Regions from separate parts of the Mus musculus genome. Here all the other regions are linked to region 1. Evidence: chromatin contacts called from public promoter capture Hi-C data. All regions are on one chromosome and are shown on one strand. Each heading gives the region's core, a stretch centred on a gene start, on an enhancer-like site or on the middle of the called end of the contact. The rest is flanking DNA. Distances are from core to core; before and after follow the strand shown. Region 1 holds the start of Fbxl12 (F-box and leucine-rich repeat protein 12). Region 2 holds the start of Pigyl (phosphatidylinositol glycan anchor biosynthesis, class Y-like). Region 3 holds the start of Ccdc151 (coiled-coil domain containing 151). Region 4 holds the start of Swsap1 (SWIM type zinc finger 7 associated protein 1).

Evidence for each region. Promoter capture Hi-C pulls out the DNA fragments that hold promoters and counts their contacts. Capture Hi-C pulls out chosen DNA fragments and counts their contacts.
Region 2: a promoter capture Hi-C map of adipose tissue shows a contact between it and region 1, with 4 times the contacts expected there. The contact joins the promoter of Pigyl here to the promoter of Fbxl12 in region 1. A contact is called at or near these places in 2 of 39 promoter capture datasets (liver and pre-B cells) and 3 of 9 other capture datasets (adipose tissue, liver and macrophages).
Region 3: a promoter capture Hi-C map of liver shows a contact between it and region 1, with 2.7 times the contacts expected there. The contact joins the promoter of Ccdc151 here to the promoter of Fbxl12 in region 1. A contact is called at or near these places in 3 of 39 promoter capture datasets (erythroid cells, liver and pre-B cells), 2 of 484 Hi-C or Micro-C datasets (CD4 T cells and regulatory T cells), 1 of 115 datasets of contacts at active chromatin or transcription factors (double positive thymocytes) and 2 of 9 other capture datasets (adipose tissue and liver).
Region 4: a contact with region 1 is called in a promoter capture Hi-C map of liver, with 3 times the contacts expected there. The contact joins the promoter of Swsap1 here to the promoter of Fbxl12 in region 1. A contact is called at or near these places in 2 of 39 promoter capture datasets (erythroid cells and liver), 1 of 115 datasets of contacts at active chromatin or transcription factors (double positive thymocytes) and 2 of 9 other capture datasets (adipose tissue and liver).

Annotation. Positions count from the first base shown.
Region 1 is chr9:20,641,383-20,644,570 of GRCm38.p6, reverse strand. It overlaps Fbxl12 (F-box and leucine-rich repeat protein 12), which reads left to right and starts at 1,765. Exons shown (of 3, transcript NM_013911.3): 1 at 1,765-2,367; 2 at 2,475-2,547. The coding sequence starts at 2,282. Ubl5 (ubiquitin-like 5) reads right to left here and starts at 1,235. Exons shown (of 5, transcript NM_025401.4): 1 at 1-1,235.
Region 2 is chr9:22,155,357-22,158,544 of GRCm38.p6, reverse strand. Pigyl (phosphatidylinositol glycan anchor biosynthesis, class Y-like) reads right to left here and starts at 1,699. Exons shown (of 2, transcript NM_001082532.1): 1 at 1,632-1,699; 2 at 190-813. The coding sequence starts at 550. The coding sequence ends at 335.
Region 3 is chr9:22,000,944-22,004,131 of GRCm38.p6, reverse strand. It overlaps Ccdc151 (coiled-coil domain containing 151), which reads left to right and starts at 1,498. Exons shown (of 13, transcript NM_029939.3): 1 at 1,498-1,886. The coding sequence starts at 1,658. It overlaps Prkcsh (protein kinase C substrate 80K-H), which reads right to left and starts at 1,144. Exons shown (of 18, transcript NM_008925.2): 1 at 1,044-1,144; 2 at 595-733; 3 at 339-455. The coding sequence starts at 673.
Region 4 is chr9:21,954,212-21,957,399 of GRCm38.p6, reverse strand. Swsap1 (SWIM type zinc finger 7 associated protein 1) reads right to left here and starts at 1,647. Exons shown (of 2, transcript NM_025870.1): 1 at 1,396-1,647; 2 at 1-723. The coding sequence starts at 1,638. The coding sequence ends at 130. Gm45914 (predicted gene, 45914) reads left to right here and starts at 1,394. Exons shown (of 1, transcript NR_132099.1): 1 at 1,394-2,116.

The DNA.
Region 1 (3,188 bases), core at 516-3,015:
GTGCCGAAATGGAGTCATGCAGGGCCTGTGGCTTTCTGCTTTCATTCAAAGCTCAGCCTCAAACCCTGTGCTTGCTTCCCCGCCCCTGGTCGTAGTGACCGTTTCAGAGACTCCAGGGGTGCAGGCTGCAGTTGATGAAAACTAAGTCGGATCCTGGTTGAGAGGCCATGCATGTTGCGTACCACTCCGCGTGTCCGTGTCCTGCCTGCGAAGATGTTGGAAATAGCATACGGGGAAAGAGCTTTTGCTTTGATTCTTTAATCTTGTTCCAGATTAAAGAATCGCGAGAGCTGGTGGGAGAGGAATCCCTTCTTAAATTCAACCAGTTTTGCCTCTATTGAGCGATTTCTTCTTAGCAGACAGGATTCTTAGCAAGGTAAGCATATATTGACTCAAGAAAAAGAAAAGTCTTACCCAGCGCCTTGTGCTTACCTAATACGACTTATACAAAATTTAATCCTTATGCGTAGGCAGCAAAAGGCATTATTCTTGCTTTCTATTGCGGCTGTGGCCACGCCTCCCTGGCTTGGCCGTCCTGCTGGCCCCTCACTCCCATCCCAGTCACACCTTTCAGTTTCGAATGAAGTCCTGTTCTGTGTCTTTAGTGCTTAGATATGTTCCAGTCTCCCCAATGCCTCGTTTCCGTCCTGAAAAGACTTCTCAGGCTTTACCGGATTCGTTTCCGTCTCGAAAAAAAACTTCTCAGGCTTTAAGTCTCTTGGCATACATACAAGAAAAGTGGTGGGGTTTGTTTTTCTTGTTTTGTTTTGGTATTTGTTTTAGTGTTGGAGGTCGAACCTAGGGCCTGCTAAGCATGCTTACCAGCCAAAGGCTCTCCCACTGAGCTGCACACCCAGTTCCTGGTTTAGCTCTTGTTTCTGTCTCCAGCGATGCTTTTAGGGCCCCCGTCGCTGCTCTTATCCATTCTTCCAGTCATAAGTCTCCCAGCCTGTCCCTTTGTCGCCCAGCCATTCCAAACTTGATTCCATCCCCTATATCGGACCTTGTTCCGCCTAAGCTAGGTTTTACAAGTTTAGTCTTCAGGCGCAATTAGGATCCCTAGTCCTTGAGCCCCTTCCCACACAAGTCATGGTTTCTGGGTTTGTTGCTCTGTTAACTTTTCCCTGCTCAAGTCATGCCTCCTGGGTATACATACGGTCTGGTCGCAGGCTGATCTCTGCCTTGGCAGTAACCCTAAGCCTTTTCCAGCACAAGCCAAACCTCCGCACGCCACTAGTCGCTTAGCTCTAGACGCGCCCCTTGTCTCTTCCTACTGAAGCCACGCCTTCCCATTGTTGTGGACGGCCTCCAATCAGCTCCTCTGCCGCTGGCCACACCCTTCCACTCGGCGGCGCTTTTTCAAATGCTAGTACTTTGGCCTTGTTTGCAACGCCTGCTGCCCTTCGTCTCTGTCTTTTATCCTCTCTCCCAGAGTCCCACTTTGGGAGTTTGCTGCTTTTCCTCTGACTGGCCTCCAGGCCCCCGGGCCCCCGGGCCCCCGGGCCTCCTGGCCCCTGGGCCCCTTGGCCACGCCTCAGGACCACTCCCCGCCCGTCGGAGCCACGCTTTCTAGGCGTGTTGCTTTCTTCATCCCAGCTTGCGTGGGGTCTACCTGCCTCTGCTCGCCACGTCTCCCGGCTATGACTACGCCCTGAGCCCCCTCCTCGCCAGAGTCACGCCTTCTGGGTTGTCTGCTGACCCCATTTGGGTTTGCTGCTTATACTTAGCTCCACCTCATGGCCACGCCCCCGAGGCATTCTTCACCTTCAGCCTTCTGGATTTGCTGTTAGCCTTCCTCTTGGCCCTGGCCACGCCTCGTGCCCCCTCCTCCACCAAGCCACATCCAGGTTTTCCTAGAGTCACGCCTTCTGGGTTGTCTGCGGACCCCTTTTGGGTTTGCTGCTTATACTTAGCTCCACCTTATGGCCACGCCCCCGAGGCACTCGTCACCTCCAGCCTTCTGGGTTTGCTGTTCGTCTTCCTCTTGGCCCTGGCCACGCCTCGTGCCCCCTCCTCTCCCAAGCCACATCCAGGTTTTCCTATTTCCAGTTCCATCCGCTAGCCAAGCCAGTCAGGCCTAGTCAGTCTCTAGTCTTGACCTCTAAACGGTCGTCAGCCCGCGCCTGTCCAGTCCCGGGGCCTCGGGCACTTTCCTAGAAAAGTAGGGATTCTCGGCGGGCCTCTGAAAGTCGCGCCGGTTTGGCCAGTCCGACCACCCCAGCGCTGTCCAGGGAACGCGGCCTCGCCGCCACCGGAAACGGAAGCGTGCGACAGCTGGACCATGGCGACTCTGTTTGACCTCCCAGACTTGGTGCTCTTGGAGATCTTCTCTTACCTCCCTGTCCGGGACCGGATCCGCATCTCCAGGTGCCGCCCCGCTCCTCGGGGGAAAGAGCCGGGCATGGGCTCGGCAGGAGATGCGGATCCGGTCCTAGCGGGCCGGGGTCGTTCTAACGGCCGGTCCACTCCTCCAGGGTCTGTCACCGCTGGAAGAGGCTAGTGGATGACCGGTGGCTATGGCGACACGTCGACCTGACGCTCTACACGGTATGCGGGACCCGGGAGCGGTGCGGGGAGAGCCACCCCCTGCCCTGGGACATGGGGGTGGGGGTTGCTTTATTTTGCTTTCTAGTGTTTGTTTGCTGTTTGTTTTATTTATTTATTTTTGATAGTTTCTTGAGGCTTTTATTTTTCTGGATTTTCGTTGGTGTTGCTTCTTGGGGGGCTGAGGGGGTTGTTTTGAGACAGGGCCTCTAGGCCAGGCTGACTTCAGCTTCCTATGAAGCCGAGGCTGAGCTTGATACCTACCTCGACCTTCTAAATATTGGGATTAGCAGCGTGGGCCCCATGTGTGGTTCCTGTGCTACTGGGAATGCAATTTAGGTTTCTTGAATGCTAGGAAGGAACACCTCTGAGTCACGTACTGGTTTCCAACTAACCACCCCCTGCAACAACCTCCTGAGTGCTGAAGTTACAGCTGTAGGAGAAGGCCCAGGAAGTGTTTGGGTTTTGTTTGTTTGTTTGTTTGTTTGTTTTCTCGAGGAAAAATTTCTCTGTAGCCCTGGCTGACCTGGAATTCTGCTTCTCCAGTGCTGGGACTAAGGGTATGCACCACCATACTCTGCTGGTTTGGTATTTAAGTGAGTTCGTGCTTGGAATTTTTCTGCCTGTCCTAGTGCCAGCCTTTA
Region 2 (3,188 bases), core at 450-2,949, 1.5 Mb before region 1:
GCTCAGGGGCTAAGAACATGAACTCGCATCCTTTATGGATGATCTGAACACAGCTCCGGTAGCCTACAACTGCCTGTACCCCCAACTCCAGGGACCCATCACTTGCATGGCCTCCTTGGGCACCCACACTCACATGCGCATACCCACACACAGACACACAATTAAGAACAAATCTTAGAAGAAACAGTCTTTGGATGAAGGCTGGTCGTGTTCCTCTCCCATAAGACATTTTATTGAAAAGTATTTTTCAGCTACAAAAGAATCTGCAACAGCCAGGAACCTCCGGCCATGCCCCACTCCGCAGGCAGCCCGAGCAGGAGGGGCCTCGGCTCCCCTAGTTATGTCTGAAGAGCTTCAGGCCCATCCATGTCCACAGATGGAAGAACACGTACACAGGCACGGTGACCGGCAAGAGCAAGCTGTAGAAGCACAGGCTGCTGGCGCTGGTGCAGCCCTCTGGGAAGCCTTCCTCCACGGAGGCGGAGTAGAGCAGGCCTGCCAGCGAGACCAGTGGGATGAGGACGGTCATGGTGGGCAGGGACCGGATCATCTTCCTCCCTTCTTAAAAGGTTAACTGTCTCAAGAAAACTCAGTTGTTTGAAAAGTTCTGTTCTCGTGCGGGTGCGCTCTTGTCTTATCTTCCCCTTGTCCCGACTCCTCATTCACCCAGGCATGCTTCCCAAGGGCACGCAGAAAGTCCAGGGGTCCCAGGCCGAAGGTGCCGGCTCCTCAGCCTCCGCGTCACACGCAGCGGTTACCAGCGACTGCAGACACCACCTGTGTCCCTCGCAGCGCAGGCGAGAGGTCTTTTAACTGTATGAGAAAAATGCAAGATGACAAGATGAAGGGCAGGCGACGGGAAGGGAGAGGAAAGGATGGGGAAGCAGCCAGTACCAGCACTGAGTAGGTTAGAGACAGGATTGCTGGAACCGGCAGGCTGGCCTCGAACGTTGTGATCCTCCTGCATCAGCCTCCCCAAGCCACCACATCCGGCTAGAAAGAAGCCTTTAAAAAAAGGAGTGTCCTCCAAAACTGCCTATAGTGACCCCCATCAGAGGTATCAGTATTGAGGAGGCAGTGACAAAAGAACGGCTGCCAGACCATGCTTAAAACACTACAAGTGTCATGAATTACTTTGGGAAGTAAGCAATTTGAAAAACAGAATGAAGGACAGGTGGACTGATAATGTTTTTGTGAACTGGGGAAGCGGAATGCGACCTACAAATCCGGGTTCGCTTCAGACATCTGAGTGAGGCTTTCTATACGAGGACTGGCTGGGAACCAGCACCAGAACCTGGGGCCAGGTCACGAGCCACCCGCGGTCAATGCACAGACCGAAGACAGCGCCATCCCTTGGGCGCAGTCGCCTCGGGGACCAGAAGGGGCAACGAGCCCGCTGCAGTCTCTGACCGACGGAGGGACAGAGCCGAGCCGAGCCGAGCCGAGCCGAAGAAAACCGAGCCGAGCCGAGCGGGGCAAGACAGGACAGGGGGAACCCGGCCGAACCGAAAACGAACCAGCCAGACAAACGGAGTCGGCGGCGTCCATGGCGCAGACGCCAAGCTGGCGCGAGTCCCGCCCCAGCCGGTTTCAACAGCTCCTCCGCTCGTATTTCGAGACCCTCAACTCACCGTTTGCAGGCCTGTAGGAGTCCGGTCCCTTCGGCGCCTGGCGGTGACAGTCACCGCCCCACGAAGGCGGGACAGCCCGGCCAGCCGCCCAATCAAATCCCTGCAGGGGCGGGGTGAGGAACCCAGATCCCGCGATGGAGCCGGTCCGCGCGTGCTCATTGGACAGTTCACCTTGCCTTCGCTCCCAGGCTCAGGCTCCGCCCCCGTGGTCTTGATTGACGGGTGAGGCCAGAAAGACTCTGAGAGCACCGGATAGCTAAGGATCCCATCGTCTCTGGCTGGGCGTCCCCTATGCTAGTCCTGCTGGAAGTAGGAGAGGAACGTATTTGCCACAGTTTATTCATGGCGCTCCAGAGCAGACAGTGGGGTCTTTCTGCACTGAAAAGCCTTCCCCACTTTTTTTTTTTGGTTTTTCGAGACAGCCCTGGCTGTCCTGGAACTCACTCTGTAGAACAGGCTGGCCTCGAACTCAGAAATCCACTTGCCTCTGCCTCTGCTGGGGTTAAAGGCGTGCACCACCATGCCCGGCTGCCTTCCCCACTTCTAATTGATAAACTTGAATCCTGAATCGCACCTGGCCTCAGCCACTATCATCTATCCTCTTAAGCAGCGGAAAGATGACTGATACATTATTTTACGTATGAATCGGTAAATGGCAAAATAATAGTTTGTGCTGATGAGATGGCTCAGCGAGTATAGGCGTTTCCTGCCAGGTCAGACTACCTGAGATCGACCTTCCGGTACCCACATGGTGGAGAACTATTTTCCTCTGACCTCCACACATGTATTGTGGCACACCTGAGTGTACTCCCGCAAAAAGTGCAAAATGAAGTTTTAAGAGAAAATGTAGCCAAGCACACTCCTAATCCTAGCACTCCTTAGGCAAAAGCTAGCGGATTTCTGTGAGTTCGAGACCAGCCTGGTCTACATAGCAAGTTCCAGGTCATCCGGACTACATAGTAAGACGATGAGTGTGTGTGCCTTGGGGTTGGGGGGAGGGACGGTGTTCGTAAATGCTGTCCACGGGGCCGGCCACTGCCTTGCCTAGTGAGGCAGTGTTATCTCTGATCCCAGCGTAAAGAAAAATGAGGCTGAGCTAGGATTCTGCACAGTACTGCACAGGAAGCTCCATCCCTTAATCTTCCCGCAAGCTAAAAGATCAGAAAGTTTTTCTTCTCAGAGGTAAGTAGTGGTATAGAGTCCGTGCAGCTTCTGTTGCAACCACAAGGTGGCAGGAGAGAGCTGAGGACAAACCATCCTATGGTTTACACAGAGCAAGTAACAAACATTTTTTAATTTAAAAATTTAAAATCGGAACAAAAAATAGCCAGCAAGATAGTTCAAGAGGTAAAGGCACTCACTACACACGCCTGTGAAAAGGCCAGTATTGGCGCAAGATACCCAAGACCAAGTTCTTAGCGTAGAGGGGTTTTGCCCCAAAGTTCAAAGGGCAGGGAATAAGAGCCAAAGACAGGAGATAGAGGATGAGGGAGAAGGGGGGTGGGGGGGGTCACAACAGACAGGATGATGACAGCACAGCAAAGGACTGCCTCTGGG
Region 3 (3,188 bases), core at 249-2,748, 1.4 Mb before region 1:
ATTCAGTTTCCCTCCTCCTCCCACTTCTGAGAGGGTCTTCTGTTGGCTCTTCCTGACTCGAAACCTCACCTCCTCCTGAATGCCATTCATGGTTCCTGCAATGACATTTGCTGACTTGGTCATACACCTGGACATTTGTTCCTTTGATAGGGAATGGAAACCAGGACTGGCACCTACAAACACTGCCCCTCAGCTAATCCAAGCCAACAGGGATCTTGTTTCTGTGCCTGCTTCTGCTCACTGAGCAGGAAGCAACAGGAGAGTGAGATCCAAGTTCTTTGGGGCATCTGCGCTTAGCAGGCTCATTTAATGGGCGATGGGCAAATGCAAACGCTCACCAGGCTCATCTGAACCGTCCTTACAGTCGCAGTAGTCGTCGTTCACCTGATCGAATGGGATGGTGGCTGTGCCGTCCAAACAGGTGAAAGGTTTAGATTCTTCATAGAAGTGATGGTCTGGTGAGGGAAACAAGAAGCTCTGCTCAGATCTTAAATAAATATTACCTCTGTCCCACTCACTCACCAGCTGAAATGCTACGGGAAACGGAGGAAAAAGGCTGAAACGCCCCTCCCGATGCACAAAGAAGAGACTCACTGCTGAGGGAAACGCCCCGGGGTCTCTTAACTTCTACAGCCCAACAGAGGGGTAGTAGTAGTAGCAGCAGCAGCAGCATCCCGTCCGGGCCGAGACCGGAAGTGTGTTATGCGGCAGGAAGATACGCGATGGCCTCTCACTGTAGGAAAGAATGAAGAAGCATCTAATCATTGGGAGAAGGCAGCTTACCCAAGACCGGCCTCACCACTGCTTCCGGAAAAGGAGGGCACAATCGGAGTTGGAAGTGCAAGGGCAAGGGGCGTCTCTCCGCCCCGAGCCAGTGGAAGAGTCTCAAAGTGAACTCAAAACCATAGGTCTCTCGGTAAAGAGGTGAAATGGGCAACTCCCGCCAAAGGTTCAAAGGATTTACGATCCCTCCACACCACCCACCCTGCTGCAACCTATAAGAAACTAGGGTGCCTTCCTCCCATCGCTACTTCATCACCTACGCGAGGTAGAGGCAAAGGTCAATAGCCACCACACCAGGTTAGCTCAGCAGCCACGGTTCCTGCAGTAGAATAAGAGAACGGAACGCTCCGGATACGTCACTTCCGTTTTGCTCATCCCTCTTGGCGAACGGCAACTCCGGGACGCCATGTTAGGAGTGGCAAGAGTGCGTGTGCGGGCGCTGAGGCGGCCATCTTGAGTAGGAACATGAAGACCTAACCTTAGAACAGATCGGAAGTGTAGCGCTTAATGGCGGCGTAACGTGCCTCCATCTTGGGAGTGGCGGGTTACTGGCCACTGCCAGCGAACACGCAGGCGTCACGTGACCGCTACGCTCGCGCCTCTCTTTCGCTGGGCCTCTTTGTGGGACCGCCCCTCCGAACCGAGTCAGCCAATAAGAGCAGTGGAGTGTAACGCGGGCGGTTTCCTTGGGAACGTGGGCGGGGGGAGGAAGTTACTTAGCAACCGGGAGATGCTAAGAGGCCCGCAGCCAGGCAGTTAGCAGAAGTGCATTCCCAGAGCCTAGGGAACCAGCGTTTAGGATCCTGGATTATAGAGGCCAACTTGTAGTTATTCTCCTACCCCTTAGAGGCTTCCCGACCTTAACCCGATCACCATGACGTCCCCCCTGTGCTGGGCAGCCGCGACCACCACGGTGACTAGCCCGGAGCAAGCTCCAGCGCCCTCTTCCAAAGCCAAAGGCAGTAAGGTTCACCGAAGCAAGTCTATGGGCCGGGCACAGGCCTGGCCTGCACATCATCCCAAGTCAGCAACCTCCTTCCATGCAATGAAGTCTTCTGTGCACGCACAGGTGCTTGAGTTACAAAGAAAAATCCAACTGTTAGGTAAGTATGGCTGCAGACTGCACCGAAGGATCCGGGATCAACCGTGCCCACCAGGTCTTCTGAGTAGGCGCTATGTGTTTCTCCAGCACGAGTCTATGTGACCAACTTGAAACAAACACTCAAATCTTATCTTTCTTTCCCATTTCTTTGTACTATTACCTCTTCTAATGTGCATATGGGTGAGTGAAAAGCACAGATTCTAGAGTTTGTTTTTCTTTATTTATTGTTCTGTTTTGCGTTTCTGTGGGCAGAGTGCAGTACTCTCAGATGCCAGGAGAAGGCATTGGATCCCTTGGAGCTAGAGTTACAGGTGTTTATGAGCTGACCAATGTGGGTGCTTGAGACTAACAACCTTCCTCGCTCTGCAGGAGCAGCAAATGTCCTTAACCACTGAGCCATTATCCCTCCCACCCAAATTTTATTTATTTATTAAATTATTTTTGAGAGTTAGCCTCATGTGGCCCAGGCTAGCTTGAACTCAAAGGAGACCTAGCTCCACCTTTTTGGGTGATTGGCATGTGCCACCATGCGGGCATCATGCGGTGCTGAGGCTGGAACCCAGGGCTCTATTCATGCTACTCAAGCACTTTGCTGAGTTATATCTTCAGCCCAAAGAGAGTTTGTTTCTCTGGGGTCTGAATCCTTGCTCTGCATAAAAGTTGTTTGATCTTGGGGAACTTAGAGTCATCTAATTGTACTCAGTTTTTCCACCTGTAAAATGGGCATAGTAACTGCACAGGTAGTACTTGACATTCATAAAATGCTCATATAGTGCATTGTTAAGTAGTAGAAAGTAAAAACTAGTGGCTTCCCTGGAGGGGGAGGAGATAATGCTGCCCTTCCCAGAGACTATTTAGCAATGTCTGCAGACTTTTTTATCATTTTGCTGAATGCAGGAGGGTACTACTCCAGTTTATTAGGCATAGGCGAGGAGAAGGCTTTACATGTTATTAGGCCTAATACAGCCCCCACAGCAAAGAATTATCAAGACCAAATATTGCTTATGCCACAGTTTGGAAAAGCCTACTGTGATTTTGCTCATATTATTAAGAAGAAATCTTAAACCTGATAGTGGTGACATACGTCTTTTTTCTCAGTACTCAGCATGCAGGAGGCAGAGGCAGGCAGATCTCTGAGTTCAAGGCCAACCTTGTCTATAGAGTGAGTTCCAGGACAGCTAGGGCTACAAAGAGAAACCCTGTCTCAAAAAAAAAATGAAAATAAATAAATACATAAAAAATAAAAATACTGTAAATTAGACATGGTGGCCCATGTCTGTATTGAACACTTGGGAGGCTACGG
Region 4 (3,188 bases), core at 398-2,897, 1.3 Mb before region 1:
ACTTGCAGGAGTCAGTTCTTTCTACCACGAGGGTCCCGGGAATCAGTCAAATTACCGTGCCTGTTGCCAAGGGATCTTGCCAGCCCTGATGACAATAATGCTAGTTTATAAACAGAAAATCTACATTTTTCAGGTCTTTGAATCTGCACCTGTCTCTGAAGTAAGTATCCCATCCAAGGGAGACCCAGGACCAGGGAGGTTGTCACATCCCAAAGTTAAGGACTGGCTTCCAGCACTTGAATCTTTCTTCTCTGGGCTGAGCTTAGAAGCCTGGGCAAGCCATGGGGTGACCTTCATCTCTCCACAGGGTAAGAAACTCACTGACCACTCTGTCCTAGGGCTCAGTTTGCCCAACTCTAGGCTGGCTCGAAGGCAGCAATGCTGTCCCAAGCCTAGGGCATCTGGCTGCAACCAGCACTGTGCAGGAAAATATCGCTTAAGTAATGGCAGATGTGGGGCATCGGCCTCTGCTTCTTTCTGGGTTTCAAGGGCCACAACAAGCCCACAACTGCCATTGGCTCCAAGACGGTGGCTAAAGAAGGCAGCAGTATCCAGAAGCAATGCAGCCAAGTAGGCGGCTTCCTGGGCACTGGGATCCTCTGCGAGATATTCTTCCAGGCCGTCCAGGAGTAGAAGGGATGGGGTCGGTGCTGGGGCCTCATGGGCAGAGGCCAGCAGCTGGAGAAGCTCTTGAATTGAGGATGGGTACTGGAAACGAACCTTCTAGAAGATAGGAAAAGGCTAGACTTAATATAGGAGGTCAAAACTCCCTATTATGGCTACCTCACTTCTATACTTTCCGGTCTAGGCTCTCATGGTCCATATATAAAGTTCCAGGATGAAGCACCAGCTCAAATACTTCACCCTTGTCACCTGCCCTTCTCCAGCAGTTGTCACTGCTCAAGATTATTTAAGGAAAAAACATTTTTTTTCTTTAATACAGGGCCTCATGTGACCCAGGATGATCGCAAACGCGTTTTGTAGCCAAGGATGGCCTGACACTTCTGAGAACTGAATCCCAGGCATATATTATCAAGTCTGGTTAAAGGGATAGAAAGAACCCAGGGCTTCGCGCATGTTAGGTAAATTCTCTGTTCAGTTAATCCCAGTCCGTATTTTTTTGTTGTTGTTTTTGGTGGTTTGTTTTGGTTTGTCACCCATGCTCACCAATGCCGCCCGACCACAGGACGGTCTTTCACTTCATCTTAACTAAACCCGCACTGTCCCGTCCCACGACCCTACTCCGCCTCTTCCACCCACCACTTCCACAGACGCTTTATGACGATTTAGTTGTGAATCTACGATTCACGCTGCCATTTGCCTATCGAACTGTCACTCAGGCGCGAACTAGCCCGCCATTGGGTAACGCATTGCCAGGTCCAGCCCTCCGTTTACCTGGAGCCGCCAATGCTCTCGCGCTGTGGGTGTACTGAGCGGCAGGCTCTGAAGGGGCCTTCGCGTCACGAAGAGGACGGACCCGCGGCCTTCCCCTGCCGCCTCAAGGGCGGCTGCAAACAGCAGCGACGTCTGCGCAGAGCGCGGAGCGCCGAGCAACAGCAATGGCGGCCCGGCAGCGCCATCCTCTCCTGGCCTTGCCGCGCAGCCGGCATTCAGCACCCGCCTCAGCGCCTCCGCCATTTGCTGAGTGCCGCTGACCAATCAAAAGCGATATCTCATCTTGGGCCCGCCCACACAGAGGCCTCATTGGCTATAGTTCACAGACTAAGTTCGTCGCTGGAGCTGTCAGCCAATGATCAAAACACGGAGCGTGGAGGAAGTGGGTACTTTGAGGGAATTGCTGCAAGAAGCCGTGTGATCGATTAAAAGGAAAGGAAGGTCGAGGGTCCAAACGTGCTCCAAAGAGACGCCCAGGCTCTAGGTCGGAGCTGTAGAGAATGGCTCAGTCGTTACGAGCACTGGCTGCTCCTCCAAAAGACCCGGGTTCAGTTCCCACCATCTACTAGGTGATTCACAGCCATGCACAAGTACAGTGTGAGGGAATCCGACGCCCTCTTCTGGACTCCGCGGACACGTGGCACCCATATATTTATGGCCCCGCGCTTATACACACACTCATGTAAAAATAAATCTAAACATTAAAAAAAGTAGAAGCCGGTCGGTGGTGTCGCGCACCTTTAATTCCAGTACTTGAGTGGCAGAGGCAGGTGAATCTCTTAAGATCAAGGCCAGTCTAGAGAAACCGTCTCAAAAAAAAAAAAAAAAAAAAGTAGGTTCCCTTAGATATATATTGAGGTTTGCAACCAGCCTGAGTTACATGAGCACCTATCTTTAAAAATAATAATAATGATGATGATAACCAGACTTTTAGCTTGCCCACCTGCAAAATGAATATTGTGATTCCATGTGATCATTGTAATGCGTTGGTGTGAACAATTGCTGATGTCACCGAAGCAAAGTTCACAGAGACCTGTTTGCTTGTCTCTGCATAGTTGAATATGGGGAATTTTATTTTTTGGTAGGGTCCCAGACATTTTAGCCTGTGCCACTATGATAAGTTAATACAAGGCTGGGGGTGAAATTCGGGGTTTTGTCCATGCTGAGCAGGCACTCTGCCCTCCATGGGGGGAGGGGTGATTACATTTATTTAGTTGGTGTGAGTGTGTATATACTCCCATTGACACAGAGTGCATGCACTCTGAGGACAACTTCTGGGATGGGATGCAGTTCTTTCTACCCCACCATGTGTGTCCCCTGGATGACAGATTTTTAAAAAAAGATTTATTTATTTATTTTATGTATATGAGTGCTCTGTCTTCATGTACACCTACATGACAGAAGAGATCATCAGATTCCATTGTAGATGGTTGTGAGCCACCATGTGGTTGCTGGGAATTGAACTCAGGACCTCTGGAAGAGCAGTCAGTGTTTTTTAACCGCTGAGCCATCTCGCCAGCCCCTGGATGACAGATCTTCAGGGCTGGTGGCAAGAGTCCTCTAAGCCATCTCACTGGCCCCGATTTCTGGGATTTTTTAAAAATCTTTTTTTGTGTGGGCGTGTGCAGGATTACCTGTGCCACCTAGCGTGTGGAGGTCAGTCCTTACCTTCTAGCTCATTTGCACAGTGTGTCTTGTTCACTGCTGTGTATGTCAGACTGGATGACCGTCACAGCCCCACCACGAGACCGATCCTGTGTCCAGTGTTTAAATGGGTCGACTCTCAGGCTCGT